Linked DNA regions of Mus musculus: region 2 is linked to region 1. Evidence: chromatin contacts called from public Hi-C data. All regions are on one chromosome and are shown on one strand. Each heading gives the region's core, a stretch centred on a gene start, on an enhancer-like site or on the middle of the called end of the contact. The rest is flanking DNA. Distances are from core to core; before and after follow the strand shown. Region 1 overlaps Pdzd2 (PDZ domain containing 2). Region 2 has its middle 25 kb from the start of Gm41274.

Region 1 (7,153 bases), core at 1,496-3,995:
CTGGAACACTCAGCCTCGAGGCCCACTCAACAGGCTGAAGACTACCTGTTCTAAGTCACTTGGGTGGAACACTCAGCCTCGAGGCCCACTCAACAGGCTGAAGACTACCTGTTCTAAGTCACTTGGGTGGTGTAAACCTTTTGCAAACGCTGGTCTAGTCTCAGAGTCTCAGAGTCTTCTTTACAGCTTGGCACATCTGAGAGTCTTATTTGTAGCTTGGTTTGTCTGAGAGGGACTCTCGGCATTTATTGCTTACTGTGGGTGGGCGGGGCCTAGTGAATCTGGTCAGTTTCAGGGACTTCCTGAAACTATTTGAGTGCTTCACCTTCCTCTTTGAGGAACTTTCCTGTAGGATGGAATGCACCTCACTTCTTCCTCTAGCTCTAAATGTCATTACTGCCCCCAATCTACTCCAGTGAGTGAACTCTCAGCCTGTTATGGCTGTGGTGGGGAGGGGATGCTATAGATGTCCACCTATGGCTAAGGAATAGGCCACCATGCCACTGCAACAGTCACTTGTTCTCAGGAGCTGACCAGTGGTTATGATTTGAGGCTGACAACAACCATGACCTATGGTTACCAACACATACTCAGAAGGCAATGTGACAGGCACATCACGTTGGTTTAGAGAAAAAAACACGAAAGCTATTTAACCATTGATACCTATGACCTCCAAGCCAGAAGTTTTAGTTCTGGTTTACTGTACCAGACTTGAACTCCTGCTTGTGGAGCAGGCCTTAAGTCTAATCAGAAGGTTTGTTGGTATTACCCAAGATAGCTGAGCCACTATTGCCCAAGCAAGCCCGTCCTGTATTGCATGCAGGTATGCAATGTTACTAATAGTTCTCCACCAGCAGCCGTCATGGCCCCTTCCTGCCAGAGTAAGCAATGAAAGTTGAGAGTCCTTCTCAGACTAGCAACGTGGAAAAGAAGACTCTCAGACAAGCCAAGCTGCAAAGAAGATTCTGAAACCAGACCAATAACCTGGAAGAGGCAGAAGCAAGCCAAGCTGGTTGAAAGAGGTTTAGATCAACCAAGGCACCTGGAAAGGATACTCCAATGTATTGAGCTGCCTGTGGGTTGGAGTGTGCCCTAGCTTCCCAGCATTGTGAACTGTCACCCATGCTGGAGTGGGATTTTGAGCAATTTCTGCACCTGGAAATAACCCCAGTTTCCCAAGTTGGACGTTGGTGGTATTGGTACTTTTGTCTGTCGTGAGCTGCCTACCTGGAGTGAGATGTGCTGTGTCTCCCCAGGAGGAGTTTTGTCCCACAGCAAGGCCCCAAATGTAGAAGTAGTGAGACTGTCAGTGCAAATATGCCAAAGGCATGAAACGGGAGAGTACAACCGTGGGCATGTAGCTATTGGGAAAAGCATGGTATATATAGGACTCGGTACTCTCAGTGTTGAGCATTCACGGGGAATGTTGGTGGGAATTACCCATGTGTAAGCAGATACAGCTGCCACCCCAAAAGCTTGGAGAAGCACTGTGCACATTTGACCAGTCAGTTCCCTGTGACAGAAAGACCACCTCTTGACTTCTGATGAAGATGAATCTACAGCAATGGAGGAGGGACTTATTCAAGCCGGAGGGATAGCTTCGTGGGGGCAGGAGGGGATGAGATGTGAGCCAGTTCAGGAGGAATATTCCACACTGAGATGGGGGATGGGCCCGGAGGGAGGAAGAGAGCCAGGAAGTAAAGATGCTGCCGGACTTTAGATTATGATGGGGTGGAGGAGAAGGGAACAGAGGAGGGGTTGGAGCCAAGGAAGGATTTCGGAATTGAGAGGGCCTTTGACAGATGAGCAGGAGGAGCCCAGGAGTTACACAGTTGGTTTCTGTTGGTTGTCAGCGTAGAATTTGAAGGGTCTGCCCAAATGTGCCCCCGTCCTTTGTTCTCCTACTGTGTCCCTGATCCTTGTATCAGTACATGCCCATCTTCCCCATGGCTATCTCACTGTCTGCAGGAGAGATGGATTGGCTTTCTTCACACTTTAAAATAAGCACACTGAGGCAAAACTATTTGACCTGTTTAATATCCGTAGCAAAAGGTGGATGGAGGCGAGGAAGATGAAAAAGAAGGTGGCACAGTCAACTCATGCTAGTTGGCCAGGGCTAGCCTGGTTTTAGCATTGAAGTCCTCAATGCCAAGACAACCTTCAGCCTTGAGTAAAGAGGTAACCATTGATTACTCAGACCCAGTCAGGAGAAGAGGAGCCATCCTGAGGTGCTGCCAGCTGAGACTGCTCTGAGCGTGTGTCCCCATTTCCCAGGGACCGCTGTCTCACAGCACCAAGTTATACCTAGGTCACCCTGAGAGTCTACAGGTGTGTTTGTCCTTCAAGAACCACTAGCTGTCCGGGACAGAAATCCTTTGTCCTCCATGAGCCTTTTATGTACAGACTCAGTACTTGAGCACCTAGTGGATGCCACACACACACACCCCATAAATATCTATCCAGTGGTCCAAACTCTTATGTGGCCAAGTTGAAGCATAAGTTAAGTACTTTGTCCTTACCCATTCAACAGCATGCTTCTAGTGTGTGTGCACAGACACACACACACACACACACACACACACACACACACACACACAGATGTCTCTGCTCACACTCCTTGTAGCTTCACCCGATTTTATTTAGAAAATCCAATAACTTTTCTGATCTCCCAAAGCCTAAGCCCTCTAGGGTAGGAGATGAGGAGGGGTGAATCCAGTGCTCTGGGCAGCTTTGATGTCACACATTTGCATCTGGGAACGGAACTCTGGTCCTCTCGGGCTGTCGGAAACCATGGAGATGACGAGCAGATGTTTTTCTAATAATGAGAAGATGTGCAGGCGCCGACACGAGAATAGTTTCCAGTCCGAAAGTTAATTAGCAAGCTGGGGAGCCCAGATAAATAAAGCTTTCTGTTTCCCTTTCTGCAGTCTAAAATACCAGATCTGGAGGTCCCCTCCCTGCCTTTCCCTCTACCCTGAACATCAGGATTTGAGAGGAAGCTTTTAAGTGCCTAGTAATTTGTGTGAGGGGAAACTGGCTTCCCACACAGCCTGTGTTCTGGATGACACATTGGCTCTTGGACACAGAGGCCATTCTTAGCAACTTGCTGGGTGATTATCGCTACCCTCTTTCAGATCTCTTGAAGATTATAGGAGATAAGAGTACCACTAATAGAGGACTGGTGGAGAAAGATCCTGCCCCACCCCGCCCCACCCCTGCATGCATGCAGAGGCAGAAAAAGTAAATATTAAGAACAAACCAGTCAGCAGCACTGGTATTTTTTCCCATTTTACAGATGGAAAAATTAAGGTCTAGACAAGTTAAGCTCCAACAGCTGTTCTGTATGGAGATGGGTTTAAAGCTGGGTTTGTCTAACAGCAGTCTCAGGGTCTTTATCACTGAATGTATTTTACAGTTTAAGAAGAGCCAATCTTTACTTGTGTTCACAGTGTTGGGCGTGGACTCTAGGGCCCTGCCCATACTAGGCAAGCCTTCTACACTGAGTTACATTATCTGTTTACTTCCCTTATTTTAAAGGGACTAAGAACACTTCCCTGACAGGGACATCCCAGGAACCCTATTTCACATACTGACTTGAGACAGACGAGTTAGATGCTTGGGCAACTGTCTTGGTTAGGGTTACTATTGCTGTGATAAAGCACCATGACCAAAGCAAGTTGGGGAGGAAAGAGTTTATGTTGGCTCACACTTCCACATGGTAGTCCATCATTGAAGGAAGTCAGGGCAGGAACTTGGAGGCAGGAGCTGATACAGAAGCCATGGGAGGGTTTTTTTTTTGGTTTGTTTTTTTTTTTTTTTTTTTTTTTTTTTTTTTTTTTTTGGTTTGGTTTGGTTTTTTTACTGGCTTGCTTTCCATGGCTTGCTCGTCCTGCTTTCTTACAGAATCCAGGACCACCAGCTCAGTGATGGCCCCACCCACAATGGGTGGGGCCTTCCCCATCAATCACTTATTAAGAAAATGTCCTGCAGAGTTTCTTATAGCCAGATCTTATAGAGGCATTTTCACAATTGAGGTTCCCTTCTTTCTGATGACTCTACCTTGTGTAGATGTAGAGTTGACATAATATTAGCCAGCACAGCAACAAAACCCAGCCTTCCAACGTCTGGGGTCCCAGTTTGTCCCTCTCTGTGGTTCATCAGCTGTCTCCTCCCCTGTTCCTCTCAAGTTTCAGATTTTACCCTATCAATCTTTGTCTTCATTCTGAGAAATAATAGCACACATGGGTCCAGGGAGTGTTTGTCAGCAGTAGCACGTCTCTTCCAGGTTTCAGAGGAAAAAAAAAAAGCCACAAGGAATTCTCCAAGTTTATTACCACCAAAAGAAAGGCGTTTCTTCAGGAAATAAAGATCCAAAGTCCCCAGAACTGCAGAATGGGAGACACGGAACTGAGGGAGAGTATCCCCCTGGTTGGTGGTATGTTTGCCCATTCGCAGTGTCTGTTGCTAACTGTGCTTTGAAACAAGAGACATGTGTTTTTAATAGAATTGCAAGTTTTATGCCTTGTTAAAAATACCCACATGGATGCTGGCTAGGACTCTGGTGGAACAGCTATGAATTCCGTTCCCAGCCTGCTAGACAGAGAGGAAGTGGGAAGGATGGCCCGTGCCCTCCCATTTGCTTGACTGTGTACAGCCCTCGCTGTTCTCCCTGAAAATGACTGCTGGCCCCCAGCCGAGCTCCCCAGCCCACCCCTATGTGGAGCAGTGAAGGGCTCCCTCCTCTCTCAACAGGATGACGGAATATTCATTTTTCACTTCCAGACAAGCTTTTGCTGTAATTGGGGAGAGCGTCCCTTGGTCTCTGTGGAAAGCCTGAATTACAGGGTTCTTTAGAGATATGCAGCCTTTATTATGACTTAACGGAATATTTTCTAAACACTAGGAACAGGGTGGGTAAGGGCCAGACTCCAAAGTAACTGGGGATCCTCATATTCCTGGTGCAGCTCATGTCACCAAAGAGATTCATTTTTACACACACACACACACACACACACACACACACACACACACACACACACACACACTCACACTCTCTCTCTCTCTCTGTAGACTGTAGAAAAATATAAACAATGAAGCAAATTTAATTTTGCCACATATGGATGCTATCCATATCAAGCTATTACTTATTAACCTTTTTCCTATGTGTATCGGGTATGGATATATATAAATAGAATGCTTAGAAAGTTATGGCCACATTCTATAATGTGTATACTGCTTTTTCTCCAGTATATTACGTACATCTTCCCATTTCACAAAGGAGCCTTTGAAAGATGTCTTTTCAGAAACAAGATAACGAGGGGCTGGAGATGTAGCTCAGTTGGTAGAGTGCTTGCCTAGCGCGCCTGAGGGCCTGGGTTTGGTCCTCAGCACCTCATACACTGGCGTCCTGGCACACATCTGTAGTCAGGAGGATCAGAAGTTCAAGGTTGGAGTTTTTAAATCAGCTTGGCATATGTACTGGCTGGTTTTGTATGTCAAACACTTGACACAAGTATTTTGTCTGCGAGTTTTTCCTGTTATAGAAAGTATCATAATAGCCTTCTCCTTTGCTTCTAATTATGTGAAGTACTTCTTTTGCTTGAATTATAACTGCTTTCCTCTGTGTTAAAAGACAGACATGTTCTAGCAACGTAAATCACATTTCTTTTGAATACAGAAGAATTCCATTCACACTAGTTAAAAATGAACACACACACATGTTGTTTTATAAACAGAACTGAATTCAAAAGGTAAAAAGCAAGTGAGAATGGGGGAGAATGTTTGCATAGCACATCCCCTTGGACATAAATAAACCTGGATTGTAGCCTATGGATGAGGAATATGCATTGTATGTCAGTCACATCCCTTCCAGAAGTTCACTTTCTGCCCTGCAAGGAAGCATAAAAGCATACATAGCACATGGACGATGGCTACAGGCTAGGTGGCTGATGAATATGCACCAAGAGGAGACAGAAAAAGAAGCTGGTTTTAAAGACTATCTGGGATTTAGGAAGATAGAAATTTCCCAGGGGTGTGCTTAGTATATTACAAATATCAATTAAAATTTCCTTACGATAAGCCTGCTTATTTGCCATTAAAGGCAAGTGGACTCTACATACATACATACATACATACATACATACATACATACACACATACATACACATTTGATCCTAGTATTAACATGTGGAAGGAGCAAATAGGGTTGAGGGTTGTCCTATGATCTCTGTGAGGGTTCTGTGATATGCACGTGAGTGTACACACACACATAAGCACACACACACACTTTAAATCATAAAATTCTTTAAAAAATATTTTTATATTTGCTCAGTGTCGGGGGGGGGAGTATGTGCTACAACACATATGCATAGGTCAGAGGACAGTTTGTAGGACTCGGCCCTCCCCTTCTCCCATGTCAAGTTGCAGGCAGTGAACTCAGGCCATCAGGTGCCTTTTGCAGCTAAGGCAGTGGTTCTCAACCTTCCTAATGCTATGACCCTTTAATACAGTTCCTTACATTGTGGTGCCCCCCCCCACCATAACATTATTTTCATTGCTACTGTATAACTGTAATTTTGCTGCTGTTAGGAGTCATAATGTAAATATTTTTGGAGATAGTGTTTGCCAAAAAAAGACATGACCACAGATTGAGAACTGCTGAGCTAAGCTATTTTACCGGCCCCCTAAAAAAAATTTAAAAAGTAAATTAGACTCTTGTAAAAGCATATAGTTTAGTAAGATTATAACATGTAGCAAGACTGGAAAGCTGAGTATTGTGTCTCACACCTATAATCTCAGTACTTGAGAGTCTGAAGTATGTGGGTTGCTGGTAAGTTTGGAGTCAGTCCAGACTATATAGTCATTTCTAGATAAGCCTGGACTACATTGTGAGACCCTGTCTGAAAGAAACCAAGAAACACTGTGAGCTCGATATGTTTGGAAGGGGGTTAAAAAAAAGACAGTATCTTTTAAATGAAATATTATCAGAGCAAAGGGAAAATATGGGCAGGAAGGTAAGATTAGAAGTGTAAATGTTACAAGAGAGGACCTCCGCTGAGGTTGCTCACAAGCAAGTCGGTCCTGTGTAGCTGAAGAATGACTTCATGTAGCAAGTGTTCTGCAAATATTTGCTGCAGGAAGAATGGATGGATGG
Region 2 (7,153 bases), core at 1,458-3,957, 92 kb before region 1:
GTTCATTGTTGTCATGATGGGACACAGGGCAACACACAGGCAGACATGGTGCTGCAGAGGGATCTGGGAGTTCTATATCTGGATTGGCAGCAGGAAGAGAGAGAGTGACATTAGGCCTGGCTTGAGCATCTGAGACCTCAAAGCCCACCCCTCAGTGACACACTTTCTCCAACAAGCCACACCTCCTTCATATTACCACTTCCAATGAGCCAGTGGGGGCCATTTTCATTCAAATGTGGTAACATTTGCCAACTGTAAGAAACAGCATGGCAGCTTCTCTACCTCACCCTCTCTTACACAAGCAAGCCTTAGACATATTTTAATTATACGGAGCCATGGCTACACATCCTCTGTGGCACCTGTTGATATTTTTACCCCTTATATGCCACTCTTGTGGATTGCAAACTTTGTTCTAAACTTGTAAACATTTTAAGGAAAAAAGTTATTCTTATTGACTGGATGTAACTCATCAAGTAGCTGCCACCACACATCATAGACAGACAGCCTCAGTGGACTTCCTCCTGTTGACTCCCTACCCAGACTTTTCTTCTAGATAGAGGTCCCAGCCTGGGTTGCTTGTCTCAGCACCCACTATGGAGGTCATGGCACCACTGACCCACAATCCCATACCACACAGGAAAGGGTAGTCATTCTGGGCTCTCCCTGTAGATGCTCTGCTCATAGGCTCAGTTTTTGCATGCCTTGCTATCAGGACATTACATAGCCAGGGCCATGTAATTATTCCTCCGGAAACTCATATTGCGTTCTGTCTGCCCCTGTTCGGGCACCAATTATGTTATGTAATGCTATTCCTAGGGGAGATATGAACAAATGTCTAACCATCCCAGATAAAGAACCAATGACAGAAGTATGGATACCACCAAAGTCCAACTTGGTGAACTAATGAGTTTTACTGGTGTTACAGGATAAGAGTGAGGGGTTACGTACAGGAGCAGAAATGACTGAAAGACAGCTGCATTATTAAAGCTCATGACAGTATGGGTGACAGCTCCTAAGAGTTAGAAACCCTGGAACACACTGCACGGCCTGCAGGCAGCTCAGGCAGGAGAGTGTCCTTTCCTGGGTAGTTGGCCAGAGAGTCTTCCTGGTACCTTGACTGGTCTCTGTCTCTTTCAGGTAGCTCAGTTGACCTGAGAGTGTCTCCCACCAGTCCTTCCTTACTGCTCACATATATTTATGGGGTCGGGGGGCTAGAGTATCTGGTCAGTTTGAAGATTTTTTCTGAAGCCTTTGAGTTGTTTACTTCAGGAGTTGAAAAGATTTCCCTGCAGGATGAAATATTTTACCTCCTCTGGGAGCATCCAATGTCACTAGACTTGGTGGCAAATGACTTTAATCTTACTCAGAACTTGGGAGGTAGAGGCAGGCATATCTTTGAGTTAGAAGCCAGCCTAGTCTGCAGAGTGAGTTCCAGGAGTAGAGCCAGGAGTACAGAGAGAAACCCTGTCTTGAAAAAAATATTCTATGTCTCAACAAACATGCATCCAAGATGGCATATGTTTCAGAGACATGACTCAGGGCTAAGAGTTTGTTTTGATCTTGCAGGGGACCAGTGTTCAATTCCTAACACCCATGTCAGACATAGGTAAAACTGGTATTGGGTTAGTGACACCTTTACCTGGTGATGTCTTGAACTGCAGCATTTTCTAGTTGGAGGGTTTTAACTTAACCACCTGGTTAATGCTCATTTGTGTTTATCTGTAGAGGCAAAAATTTGATGTGTAGCTCTAGCTGTTTTGAGACCTGTTGTATACCTCAAACTAGAGTTCTCTGTACTCTAGAGTTCTCTTAGCTCAATTTCTGAGTCAATGCAGGGACTCCAGACAAGTAATGCCAGACCCTGCTGTTCATTCTTGCTTTTAAAGACCAAATTCTACCCCCAACCCCATGCCCACACCCTGACCCCATCCCAAGCGGGTTTTTTCTTCTTCCCCTTTCTATTTACTTGATTATGAAGAAGCATATTAGCCATGGTCCCAGCAGGAAGCTAACTTTACTTTAACTCATCCCAAAGAAGGGACATTAGGAACAAAAGGTAGTAAGGATGCTGAGGCTAGCAACTGAGGCCAGCCATTACCATATTGAGAGCAAAAAGGACAAAGGAGGCAGCAGAATACTGAGCCCAGTGAGTACAGAAAAGCCAGAGAAGGGTCTGTGGCTGGGGCAGATGCAGCCAAGTCAGAGGCTTAACCCATGTTAGAGGGGAACAGAGGGGGAGAAGCCAGTGTAATCTCTCTTCTCTCCCTCCCATCCCCTGCCATATCTCCACATCAGTGCTGTTGTGGAGGGAAGCCAGTTATCAAAGGAACTTGGGGACATCCAACCCACCCCACCGTCCCCTCCTGAGCAATCCTGGTAAGGGCTGAAGACCAAATGTGGGGAAGAAAGGAGAGCCAATGATGCGTGATGATTATCAAAAGCTGCGATATACTCAGAGAAAAGCAAGATGGGAGAAAAGTCTACACATGCTCTGTTACACAGTGACTGAGACAGAAAGCCAAAGCCACCCCGTGAGAAAATGTTATTGCCTTACTTTTGATGCCTGTCATATGTAGACATAGATAAGAACGGAAATGCAAGCATTTCCAGTTATAAATAAGATTGTTTCATACAGCATGTTTCATGCTTTAGAGTTATTTCTGGCTCGCTGACTCAATGATGAGACTGACTGCCCCTGGAGGGAGAGAGAAAATCAACAACAGCAACAACTATAAACCGGAGCAAAATAGCCAGGTCTGAAACTGACGGGGCTGAGGGAGTAAGCAATTGTTGGCAGGTGTGAGTGGGGCAGTTTCAAGCTATGTCTCAGCCCTGTCACAGATGTCTGTGAGGATTTGCATAAAAAATTCAAATGCCGTAGATTTATTTCATGGATGCTAAGAAATTCGCGGTATCTTCAGTCATACATTCTAGCTGACACTTAAAATGTTCCTGGAAGGACAATTCATTCCTAGCACTGGACTTGTTCGTTGATAGAAAGGCCTTAGTACAGGGTTTCACCCAGAGTTCCACTCCCCAAGCTATAGCAGACATCCTCGCACTCCATCCTACAACTAAGTGTTGTGTCTCATTTCAGGCTGTGCCTTCTTCTGCCAATAATTAATTCATAGGGTTCAGAGGACTGGGAAACTTTATTGTAAGATGTTGGGCATGAACACATTTGGCTAAGAAGACATACTATTCCCATAAATCCCTAAGAGCTCTGTCTTCCTCGGCCACCATATTCATTAACACCATCCAGTCTTCACCCCTGGGTGACCCTTTTAGCTTCTAGTTAATCACTTCAGTGTTCACATTACTTATTCATCAGGTATCACAGAAAAATCTCAAGGGAGTACAGATATGCAAGTGTGGCCCGCCATTTTAATGTTTAATGGCTAAATATATATAGATATACTGAATATAAATAAATGTTTCTGGAGGCAAACATGGGTGAAGGATAAGAGAACTAATAATTTGTCTCTTTTTAGAACATAAAAGGGGTAGGGTGTTAGGATTCAGTAAGGTGCTTTTTGGTCAAGCAAGAGGACCTGAGTTCAATCCCCAGCATCAATTAAAAAACCAAAACAAAACAAAAGCCAGGCATGGTGGCAGTGGTGGTTAGTTTTAATTGCCAATTTGACACCATATAGAATCACCTGGGAAGGGAGGCTTAATGAAGTACTATCTATAGCATGTTGGCCTGTGGGCATGTCTATGGGGGATTACAAAGTAGGAATACCCACCCAATGCAGGTGATGCCATTCCCTAGGCAAGGGGATTCTGGACCGTATGGGACTGGAGGAGGCCAGTTGGACACTAGCATGCATGCCGCAATTCATTGTTCTCTGCTGTTGATGTGAATATAATGTGCCTTGACTTACTTGCAACAGTGGACAGTAGCCAGGAATTGTGAGTCAGATTAGGCCTTCTCTCCTAAGATGCTTTTATCAGGGTATTTTATCACAGCAGCAAGAAACAGAGATAAGATAGAGGCGCACACTTGTAATGCCAGCTCAGTGGTAGCTGAGACAAACAGATCCTTAGAGTTAGCTGCTCATGTAGCCTCATCAAGACAGTGAGCTCCAGGTCCCAGTGAGAGACTGTGTTTCAAAAACTGAGGTAGATAGCTATTGAGGAACAACACCTAAGGTTGATCCTTGGCCTCTATATGTACAGTCATGCACACACACCCTACCTGTGTACCTGTGCCACACAAAATTGTATGCATACATATACTGCCTCCCCAAACACACACAAAAACATAGAATAAAATACATAATAAAAAACTATGCTCTCCTGATAGTCTTTTTTTTTTTTTATTCTTGTCATATAATACATCCAGACCACACCCTCCCTTCCCTCCTCTCCATTCAGTATCCCTCTTACCTCCCCTCTCCTCCAGATCCACTGTTCTTCTGTTTCCCTTCAGAGAAAAAGCAGGCCTTCCAGGGATATCAACCAAACATGGAGTAAGAATGTACAATAAGACTAGGCACAAGCACTCATATCAAGGCTGGATGAGGCAAGCCAGTAGGGGGAAAAGGGTCCCAAGAGCAGGCAAAAGAGTCAGAGATGCCCCACTCCCCCTGTTAGGGGTCTCACAGGAACACCAAGCTAACAACTATAACATATATGCAGAGGACCTAGCTCAGACAAGACCTGTGCAGGCTCTGTGAACAGCTATGAACCTGGCTTAGTTGATTCTGAGGATCCTGTCTACCTGGTGTCTTCAGCCCCTCTGGCTCCTAAGATCCTTCTACTCCCCTCTCCCAACTTTACTTCATCTTTATTTGGTGTTATGGATGGATGTCAGCGTTAGGGAGGATCCACACCCACATCCTGCCTCTACCTCCCACCCCTACCTGGCACCCCCACCTCCCACCCCTAGATGAAGAGCTATTGGAAGATGATGATGGTGGGGGGAGTCATCATTCTTTGGGATTGTGGTCACTTGTAAAGTTATTCATGTTTCATGGGATGGCCCCACGCCCATGCACATATAAGCAGCACTAACTGAATACAGCGGGACATTGAAAAACAAAGAGGCAAGCATCTTTCTGTGTTTCTAAGTGTTCCAGATAGGTTGCTTCCCATGTGCTCAGCCGCACAGTGGATGGAAGAAAGAGTGGCATGATGGTATGCATGCAAAATGGGTGGCTTGGCTTTGCCAGCTATCAGTGGGTGCCGGAGAGCAGTACCAGGCACAAGATTACCGCACCTATCTGGACCACAAGTATCTAAGCTTTTTGGTTTTATTCACTAATAGTTTTCAGCATACATACAACCCCTCTTCTGTAGGGTTCCCCAAGCTCAGCCTAACATTTGACTATGGGTCTCTGTATCTGCTCTCCTGATAGTCTTAGTGGGTAGTATTATATTTCAGGTGAGAGAGTTTGGGGTATAAAAGTAAAATATGTGGTAATATTTTTTTTTACCAGAATATGACATATCTAAACATGATTGGTCTCATGATCTGGAAATGATCCATTTTTCTCAACAGGACATTCCTCACATTTTTCAGAGTTTTCCCATGATAGAACTGTATTCTCCAGCCCGCCAAGGTGGTTCTAGGCAACACTGATAGCATACAGGGTCTACATGCATATAGGTAATTATTTTGTGGCATGGATAAGATTTATATAGATGGAGTAAGGAAAAGGTCTCAAACACAAAAGCCTGCTGGGAACTGGGACTCACAGAAGACAGGAACGTGGTATTAAGAGAAATTTCTCTGTGTCTGAAGGGGGCACCCTTTACTCAACTCCACTCTTTAGATTAAAAAAAAACAATTTGTAGAAGTTGGCAACTAATTAAAAACGTTTTAAAACAGCGCGTGGGGTGAACATATGTTTTGAGGGTGTATTTGGCCCAAGGGCTGTTGGTTTGGGTCTCTCTGTAAAGGATTCGTTCCCAAACCTGGCGGCAGATCAGAATCAGCTGTGGAGCTGAGGAAACACAGATGTCTGGTCCCCTCCAGACATGCTGAGCAGAGTCTCCTAGGGGGTGCTGATGCACAACCAGGTGGGAGACTCAGGAGAGCTAGGAACGGCTGATGAGCGGCAGCCATCATGGATGACTCTGAAACTCAGTTGGCAGAGCAGATGTCAAAGGAAAATCAAAACAGTCCAGGCTGGTGGGCGTGTCTTCAACCAACTCTCACCCATCGTCCTTTTGTCCAGTCATCTTGCCCAGTCTTACCTTGAGCTCATGGTCCTCTTGCCTCCACCTTCCGAGAGCTGGGATTCTTCCAGTATACACATCACCATGCCTAGATTCTTTTCTCTCTTCTGTGTTTTCTATTATGGTGACTATTTGCCACTTGTGGATACTTAAATTTAGAAAAGGCCTGATGATGTGTTTCTGTGCTGCAGGACTTGCCCAGTGTATATGAAGCCCTGACTTTAATTCCCGGCATCAAGGAATAATTATTTTCATAGCTGAGGTAGCCATACTTCAAGTGCTAATCACCACGTATGAGTAGAAGCTACTGAACTGGCCAGCAAGGGTATAAAGCTCCAACACTAAATAAAGCCAGACCTGCTGGACAGCCCAAGTATAGAGAGAGCATGGGAAGGTCAAGAGCGCTTCCAAGATCTTTTAAGCCATTCATGTGGACTCTGCTATTTACAGGGAGTAGCAATAATTAATACAGGATATAACATTTCAAAATTGGCCACATGGGCTTATGCCCACTAAGAGAGATGCTTACTTGAATGCAAATTAATTAGTAGGTAGAGAGATTTTTTTTTTAATGAAAAGGTATTTGTGCAATCATTGGACCAATGTTGATCTAGTACTTTCTAAATGCCAGGCTCTCTCTCTTGGTGTTTTAAATTATTCAAGTAAAGTTTAAAAAAAAGTCGTCTTGGGTAGCTTCCAAGAGTTATCTTCCCAGGTATGTCGAAATGTTTTAGTTTCCAGGTCTCCATTTTCTCTTTTAATTATATGGAATTTTACTTAAATATAATAGCCGTCACCAGGTTATGACATGCTATTCAGTATCTGTAATGGAGCTCAGTCGTTAAAAGGGAAGGAAAGGGATAACTCGGTGGTTAATAGCTGAGTATACTCTCTTCCCAGAGTATGCTTTGCCTTGACTCTTATCACAACCATGTCCAGGTGTGGAGCCTGACTCTCCCTAGCTCTGTCT

The links. Hi-C and Micro-C count contacts between places; a contact is called where the count stands out from the background.
Region 2: a Hi-C map of the G1E-ER4 cell line shows a contact between it and region 1, with 2.5 times the contacts expected there. The contact joins two enhancer-like sites. A contact is called at or near these places in 2 of 39 promoter capture datasets (both in embryonic stem cells), 21 of 484 Hi-C or Micro-C datasets (the G1E-ER4 cell line, cardiomyocytes, embryonic fibroblasts and 6 more) and 1 of 9 other capture datasets (embryonic stem cells).

The regions. Positions count from the first base shown.
Region 1 is chr15:12,678,418-12,685,570 of GRCm38.p6, reverse strand. All of the region lies in intron 2 of Pdzd2 (PDZ domain containing 2), which reads left to right. Among named protein-coding and RNA genes, the nearest start is that of Gm41273, 30 kb to the right of the region's middle. Within about 2 kb of position 2,745, at least 20 of the 459 cell types and tissues checked have an H3K27ac peak or open chromatin away from gene starts, as enhancers often do. A contact at or near this core is called in the G1E-ER4 cell line, where this site is marked.
Region 2 is chr15:12,769,920-12,777,072 of GRCm38.p6, reverse strand. No RefSeq gene overlaps it. Among named protein-coding and RNA genes, the nearest start is that of Gm41274, 25 kb to the left of the region's middle. Within about 2 kb of position 2,707, at least 10 of the 459 cell types and tissues checked have an H3K27ac peak or open chromatin away from gene starts, as enhancers often do. A contact at or near this core is called in the G1E-ER4 cell line, where this site is marked.